2 separate regions of the Macaca mulatta genome follow, and region 2 is linked to region 1. Evidence: chromatin contacts called from public Hi-C data. All regions are on one chromosome and are shown on one strand. Each heading gives the region's core, a stretch centred on a gene start, on an enhancer-like site or on the middle of the called end of the contact. The rest is flanking DNA. Distances are from core to core; before and after follow the strand shown.

Region 1 (3,854 bases), core at 1,238-3,737:
GTGACGCATCACTTAAAACTAACCCAACTTTTCATTCCCTCCATACTTTTTTTGGTAAGCAGTATTATCATGCTTTAGGTGGACACTGAGTCATACCGCTGTGGTAGTGCTGGTACACATAGTTTTGAATACCAGGTTCTTGAGTGAATCCTTTTTGCTTCTCTCTCCCCCACCCCCGCTTCTCCCTTCTGCCTTCATTTCTGCCCCTTCTTTTCTGGTTCCATTAGAAAAGGACTAATCTTATCAGTTCTGCCTTTTGTTTCTACTCTAATAACTTTGTCAAGAGAATTTTTTCAAAGCACAAGGCCAATGAGAAGGGGGAAAGTCGGTCCAGAAGGCAGCTGGCCCGACTATTCTGAGTTTGAATCAACTCCTGGTGGTCCTGTTAAAATACAGTTTGAAGCAAATCACCTGTTTTTATGCTCCTAATATCTACTCTGTCTAAAGCCCAAATTTCCTTGCTTGGCATTTAAGAAGACTCCAAGTTCTTAAAACTTCTTCTTGACTTTCATGCAAGTCAAACTGATTTATTGTAACTCAAACAGCCCTCTTTATATTTTCCTTTCTGTATTTTTTGATAGTTTTCTTGTGCCTGGAATATTTTCTGCGTTTATTTAAGTCTCACCATCTTTCAAGACACAAAATATGTGTGATCTTCTCTGAGGCCTTTGTGAACTGCCTCCAGCGTTCACTAAGCAATTAATTATGTCTCTTAACTTTTATAGCACAAACCTATTCGCTCACTTGATATTTAACAAATATCAACCTCTATCACTTATCTTTTTTTTTTTCTTCCGAGATGGAGTCTTGCTCTCCACCCAGGCTGGACTGCAGTGGCACGATCTCCGCTCACTGCAACCTCCGCCTCCCAGGATCAAGCGATTCTTCTGCCTCAGCCTCCCGAGTAGCTAGGATTACAGGTGCCCACCACTGGGCCCGGCTAATTTTTGCGTTTTTAGTAGAGACAGGGTTTCACCATGTTGGCCAGGCTGGTCTTGAACTACTAACCTCGTGATCTGCTCACCTCAGCCTCCCAAAGTACTGGGATTACAGGCGAGAGCCACCGTGCCCAGCGTTATCACTTATCTTTCTTTTCATGCTAACATTTTCTCACTGCTTGAGATTTTCTTTCATCCAATTTCAAGCACTGAGTCTAACAATTAGAAACCCCACTGTATTTGATCTGATGGAGATTACCTTTTTAAAAGCCACATATTAAATCTCTTAAGTTAATAATATTGACAATCAACTTCAATCAACTGAGTGACCACTATGTTTAAGGAAGGTTACTTTCTGGTAGGCTGGGAAGCAGGAGAAGGGAAGGATATAACTTTATAAAAAAAGCTGCAGAAGGGAAGGATATAACTTTATTAAAAAAAGGCCCTTGTTTACAAAGAGCTAATCACCTACTGGCCAAAGAAAGGTGTTCCTTCTTTGCAACGGCTGTGTTTTTGGGTTTAGCTAACTCAATTCTTTATGTCCTCAACTTATGAGGCCGTATCAAAAACGTTTTTGCCACACCTCTGTGGGCAAGTAGGTGAGTCAGAATGAGTGCATAACATATAAATATATATTTTAATGATAATGAATGTGTAGATTAACAAACCCAAACTTTTTTTTTTTTTTTGAGAAACAGTCTTGCCCTGTCGCCCAGGCTGGAGTGCAGTGGCATGATCTTGGCTCGCTGCAGCCTCCGCCTCCTGGGTTCACGGGATTCTCCTGCCTCAGCCTCCCGAGTAGCTGGGATTATAGGTGCCCGCCACCATGCCCGGCTAATTTTTGTAGTTTTTAGTAGAGACAGCGTTTCCCATGTTGGCCATGGCTGGTCTTGAACTCCTGACCTCAAGTGATCCACCGGCCTCGGCCTACCTAAAGTGATGGGATTACAAGCGTGAGCCACCGCGCCTGGCCATACCCAAACATTCTAAAAGTAACCGCTCCCCTCCGCACCAACGGTAACCAGCGTCTTTGTTCTCCAACCATAGCAGCTGTATGCACCGGTGTATAAGCCTGCCTTAAGTGCTATTTTTAATCTTTATTAAAAACAGGCCTTGACTCATTTGTGTACAACTCCAGCGGCTAGTGCAGTGGGCTTAACGTATTAAACAGCTGTTAATTTTGGTTTCTTTTTGGTAACAGCGACACGGAGATCCGCATTTGTCGCAGTTTCCACCACGGGCGGGAAGCGTAAATACAAGAAATACAAAAATAGCGCAACGGCTAAAGGAGTGTTCCCAGTGCCAAGCCAGGCAGGCGCCGCGCCCGGGCCGAGCCCCACACGCCCAGTTCGCTGCCAAGACCCCCACCCCGCCTCAGAGTACGCCGCGCCCGCGGGGCGACACTCCCAACTCCATCTTCCCGGAGGCGGTGCGGCCCAGCCCCTGACCCAATTGGCGGAAGCGGGGCCGGGTGTGTAAGCGCGCACAAATGCCCGGATGCGCCGCGACGCCCCGCGCGCTCCCCTCCGGCGGTAGGGGGCGCGCACCGCGGCACCGCGGCTAGCTTGGCTGCTCGTGGGGCCTCTCCGGCCTTGTGTATCGGGAAGATGGAGCAAGAAGCCGAGCCCGAGGGGCGGCCCCGACCCCTCTGACCGAGATCCTGCTGCTTTCGCAGCCAGGAGCCCCGTCCCTCCCCGGATTAGTGCATTCGAGCGCCCAGTGCCCTGGCCCCGAGAGTGGAATGGTCCCCAAGGCCCAGGACGTCGTGCTTCCGCGGGCCCCGTGAAGGAAACTGGGGAGTCTCGAGGGACCCCCGACTCCAAGCGCGAAAACCCCGGATGGTGAGGAGCAGGTACCGGCCCGGCAGCGACCGGTCACTTCTGGTTCTGGGCTGTGACGGTGTCCCCTGCATCGCTGGTTCCCAGCCTCTGCCCGCTCGCAGCCTTTGTGCGGTTTGTGGCTGGGGGCTCGGGGCGCGGGGCACGTGGCTTTGCGGAGGTTTTGTTGGACTGGGGCTAGGCAGTCGCCGCCAGGGAGGAGGGCGGGGTTTCGGACGGCTCTCGCGGCGGTGGGGGGCGGGAGTGGTTCGGAGGTCTCCGCGGGAGTCCAGGGTAAAGGTCACGTGGGCTGGGGGCTGCGGGGCCGCCTCGGTGGCGGGGTCCGGGTAATCGCAGGGGCCTGTCGGGTCGGTGTTGTGAATGCTGCGCGTAGTCTGGGCGGGATTGGGCCAGTTCCATGGGCAGGTTGACTCAGCTTTTCCTCTTGAGCTGGTCAAGTTCAGACACGTTCCGAAACTGCGGTAAAAGGAGTTAAGTCCTGACTTGTCTCCAGCTGGGGCTATTTAAACCATGCATTTTCCCAGCTGTGTTCAGTGGCGATTGGAGGGTAGACCTGTGGGCACAGACGCACACCACTTTTTCTCTGCTGATCCAGGTAAGCACCGACTTGCTTGTAGCTTTAGTTTTAACAAAGGCGTTGTTTATGTCCTTTATATATGATTAATTTTTCGCAGATGTTTCATGATTTCCAGTTTTCATCGTCTTTTTTTTCCTTCTTGTAGGCAAATGTGCAATACCAACATGTCTGTACCTACTGATGGTGCTGTAACCACCTCACAGATTCCAGCTTCTGAACAAGAGACCCTGGTTAGTATTTTTGTCTCGTGTAACTTTTAATAATTTATTTTATGAAGTGATAAACTAAATTTCATATACCTCAATTATAGCATGGCTCTGTAAATGACATTGTATGTGCATAACTTAAAGTGTGCTACCTCGGGCATGACTGCGTGGAGTTAAAAACTGTTAAGAACTGGTCAGTATTTTCTTAGCCCTTTGCCACATAGGCTTTAAAAATTAGTTCCATTACATTGTTAAGCGTGGTTGAAGTTATGTTTGTTATGTGACTGATTTTTTT
Region 2 (4,025 bases), core at 1,057-3,556, 430 kb after region 1:
GGACCAATTAACTCCAAAGAGGCAATAGTCAATTGACAGCTGACTTTTTACAGACAACAATAGAAGCCAGAGCCTTGAAATAATTTTTTTTTTTTTTTTTTTTTTTTTGAGACAGGGTCTCACTCTGTCACGCAGGCTGGAATGCAGTGGTACAATTATGGCTCACTGCAGCCTCAACCTCCCAGGCTCAAGTGATCCTTCCAACTCAGCCTCCCGAGTAGCTGGGACTACATGTGCACACCATTATGCCTGGCTAATTTTTTTATTTTTTTGTAGAGACAAGGTATCCCTATGTTGCCCAGGCTCGTCCCAAACTCATGGGCTCAAGCAATTTTCCCTCCATGGCGTCCCAAAGTTCTGAGATTACAGGCATGAGCCTCCATGCTGGCTGGAATGGTTTTTAATTGTATTGAAAGAAAATAAACTGCAATAGAAATCTTTGCATCTTCTCTGATTCTACTGCTTCCCTCTCTCACTTCTAAAGACCCTTGCAATTACTTTGAGCCTACTGGGCAATCAAGGTATCCCTATCTCTATCTCAAGATCCTTAACTTCATCATATCTGCAAAGGTAACATATTCACAGATTTCAGGGATAAGAATATGAACATCTATGGTGGGCCATCATTCTACCACACCACCAATCTAGAAAATGCTCTCATCTTTAAACTTCAGTGTCTCTTTTCTTCTATAACGCCCTATGAAAGAAAGTGAATCAGTATTTAAGTACTGATTCTTGGAACAGGACAGGGCACTTTGCATATTAACTCATATTAACTCATTTAAAGTATCACCAACCTTCAACCTTGGTGAGGTAGATATTATTGCCTGGATTTTAAAGATTCTGAGATTGATTATGAGAGTTGAAAACTTGACTGAGGTCATTTAGCTGATAAAATGTCTGATTAGAAATGGGTACCCAGATCTGGTCTCCATGACTGCAACCAAGCTTTTTCCACCATACCAAGTGCAGATTGAGTCTTTTTTATGCAAAATGCTTGGGACTGGAAGTGTTTGGATTTTGGATTTTGGTGGATTTTGGAATATTTGTGTATACATAAGATATCTAGGGGATGGGACCCAAGTCTAAACGAAATTCATTTATGTTTCACATACACCTTATACACATAGCCTGAAGATTATGTCATACAATATTTTTAGTTATTTTGAGTTTTGATTGCATTTTGACTGCAACCTGGCACATAAGATCAGGTGTGGAATTTTTCACTTGCGGCATCATGTCAGTGCACAAAAAGTTTCAGATTTTGGAGCGTTTCAAATTGTTGGATTAGAGATGCCCAACCTTACAGATGTTGTTTGGGTTATTCTATGGATGATTTCTCGCCAGTTTCTCAGGAAACACGCTCTACTATAGTATATTTCTTAATGAGTGAAAAAGAAATAAAGAACGGAGGGGAAAGTTTCAAACTGGAGAGACATCCTTGAGTAAAGTATCGTGGCTGAATGTTCCTACCTTTATTGACCATGTGACCTGGTTAAATCACTTAGGTTCTATTAGGCTTCAGTCTTCTCCTCTGTAAAATGAGATGTTTGGACCTAAGGACACCTTTCCAGTTCCCTTCCCGCTGGGACATTCTAGGATTCTGAGAAAGAAGCCCCTGGCCTCAAGAGACCTCCACTCTCTTGGGTGTGCTCTAAGATGACTGCATTCATTTTAGAAGCATCTGAACTATGCCAGAGACAACCTACTGTAGATCTAAGGAAGAAAAAATGAAGGGCAATGAATGCGAGAAGAAGGGGAGAGGAAAGAAGCCCATGAAGATTAGAGATGGAAATGGCAACATAAACAGCGTGCAAATATAACCACTGACGGGTATCTAGCGTTTACATGCAAATAAAATTCTGCTTGTCTCTGAGGATGCAGAAACAACACATTGTTTTTGGCCTTAAGCCGCTCACAGAATGCCCGGGGGTTACACTTTGTATTTAACCATGAACATATAACTTCCACCTTTAGAAGTCCTGCATGTGTGAAAGGTAAGAAAAACGGATAAATGAAAATATTAACAAAACGTTTGAGTATGGCAGAGGCCACGTGAAAAGACGATGTGTGGAAACAGGTGGGACCCACTGGTAAACTGGATGCGCGAGGAGGACAAAGAAATTGCCCCCCACTCCCGGGCCTCACCCAGACACAAAAGAAACGCCCTCTGCCCTTAGAGGAGCAGCCTTTCCTCAGCCAGCCGAGCGGCTGGGTTGCACAGTCCCCGCCCCCGGCCGGCCCCTGTCGCTCCCGCCTCCATCCCTCGGGCCTCGGAAGTGACGCAAGCGCCCCCCACCGCCGCTAGATCCGCTGCTGCTGCCGCGGCGGGCGGACCTGCAGGAGGAGGCGGCGGCGGCGGCGGCGGTGGCGGCCGAGGCTGAGGGAAGATGGCGGACGGCGTGGACCACATAGACATTTACGCGGATGTGGGCGAAGAGTTCAACCAGGTACGTGAGAGCCCGGGTCCCCGTCGCCCATGCGGGCGGCGCTGCGGCTGGGACGCTGACCCGGGGCCCGCTGCGGCCGCGAGCCGAAGCGACTGCAGACTATGCGCCCTTGCCGCCTCTGGGCCGCGCCGCCGACCCCCGGCGTGGCGGCCCCCCCCCCGCCCTTCGTTCTACCGCGTCGTTTCACGGGCCGCGGGCGCGGCGACCCGTCGCGGGGCCCGGAGCGCGGATGCGGGCGGCTGTGCAGCTGCCGCCGGCTCCTCCCTCGCCGGCGCTGCCTCGCTCCCTATTGTTGGCGGCACCCGGCTGGCGCTTCCCGCCGCGCTAGGCCCGGGCGGTGGGGCCGCGTGTAAGCGGCGGAGAGAACTGGCCACCGCCGCGCCCCCTCCCCCGTCGCCGGCCGGAGGAGGAAGCCCCGGCAGGGCGCGCGCCCGCCGCCGCCGCCCCTTCCCCGCCGCTGCCGCTCGGGCTCAGATTCCTCCCATTGCTCCATTTTGTCTCCCTACCCGCGCACTATCGCCTCATGGAAGGCCGCATTCACGGCCCTTTGTATCCCGCGCGCCCAGTCCCTGGGGCTCTCCTCGGGTTTGCGACAGGTTTCGGCGTGGCGCCTTCCTCCTCCCTTCACACTTTCTGAAGGCGGCTGAGGTGCAGGCTTGTTTGCAACAAGTCATTTGACTTTTGGAGCCACAGATAAAAGTCGGTGCGCTGGTCCTGCCTTGTTAATCCAGGGCTTGCAATGCCTTTGAAGCCCAGTCGTTTTTGGCCTTTGTTATGAAAATACCTGTGAAGATGGGTGGCCGGGGACCTAAAGGAAGATTGGAAGCGCGATGTTTGGATGGAACAAAAAGATGTTAGCTCACCCACAGGTCTCATAGTGATTAAAATGAAAGAACGTTCACCCCAAATCCTATGATGTGGTTTAAAAATAGAGTTGTAGATAAGACCCTGTTTTCGAAAACAAAGTGTTAAATCCCCCGGCCCTGCATTACCTTTTGAAAGGTTGAGCGAAAGTGAGAATGCAAGGTTTTCCTGAACGACGTTGCTTAGAGGTAACGCGGAGCTGTGATGTCTGATAATGGGCATCCTTGCAAAAGATGTCGTTTGTTGCTAGAGTAGTGACGTTTAAGGTTTGAACCTGCTGGTCGTATCTTTACTGCATTTTATGTAGTAACACATTTAAAACAAATTGTGCCTAACTGCCGTGTTCCTAAAAGCTTTATTTTTTTGTATTCCCCAGGTCCTTATGAGAAGCTTAATAAAATAATACTGGCTTAATGTGTTTTTTTCCCCCTCCATTAACTGTCATATTCGTGACTAGTTGCTCAGGCTTTTTAAAAACAAGGAAACTCAGGAGCTCTTTACTGTTTTATTTTTCAGGAATGACTTTGTTCTGGTTTAAATATTAGAAAACAGAAAACTACTAGTTGGCTTTAAATGTTTGCTACTCCGTTGAAGACTGGATTTGTTTAAATGTAATACATTGTAATGAAAGGTTAAGTTTTTAAATTTTTGTGTTTTTAAAATTGTGCTTGTTTTAAATAATAATGCTTGAATTGTGTCAGTTACAAATCA

Evidence for each region. A called contact is a pair of places that touch in the nucleus more often than the background predicts.
Region 2: a contact with region 1 is called in a Hi-C map of fetal cortical plate, with 3 times the contacts expected there. The contact joins the promoter of CPSF6 here to the promoter of MDM2 in region 1. A contact is called at or near these places in 2 of 14 Hi-C or Micro-C datasets (fetal cortex germinal zone and fetal cortical plate).

What each region holds. Positions count from the first base shown.
Region 1 is chr11:75,927,866-75,931,719 of T2T-MMU8v2.0, forward strand. MDM2 (MDM2 proto-oncogene) reads left to right here and starts at 2,488. Exons shown (of 11, transcript NM_001266402.1): 1 at 2,488-2,790; 2 at 3,499-3,583. The coding sequence starts at 2,777.
Region 2 is chr11:76,356,218-76,360,242 of T2T-MMU8v2.0, forward strand. CPSF6 (cleavage and polyadenylation specific factor 6) reads left to right here and starts at 2,307. Exons shown (of 10, transcript XM_015152236.3): 1 at 2,307-2,450. The coding sequence starts at 2,391.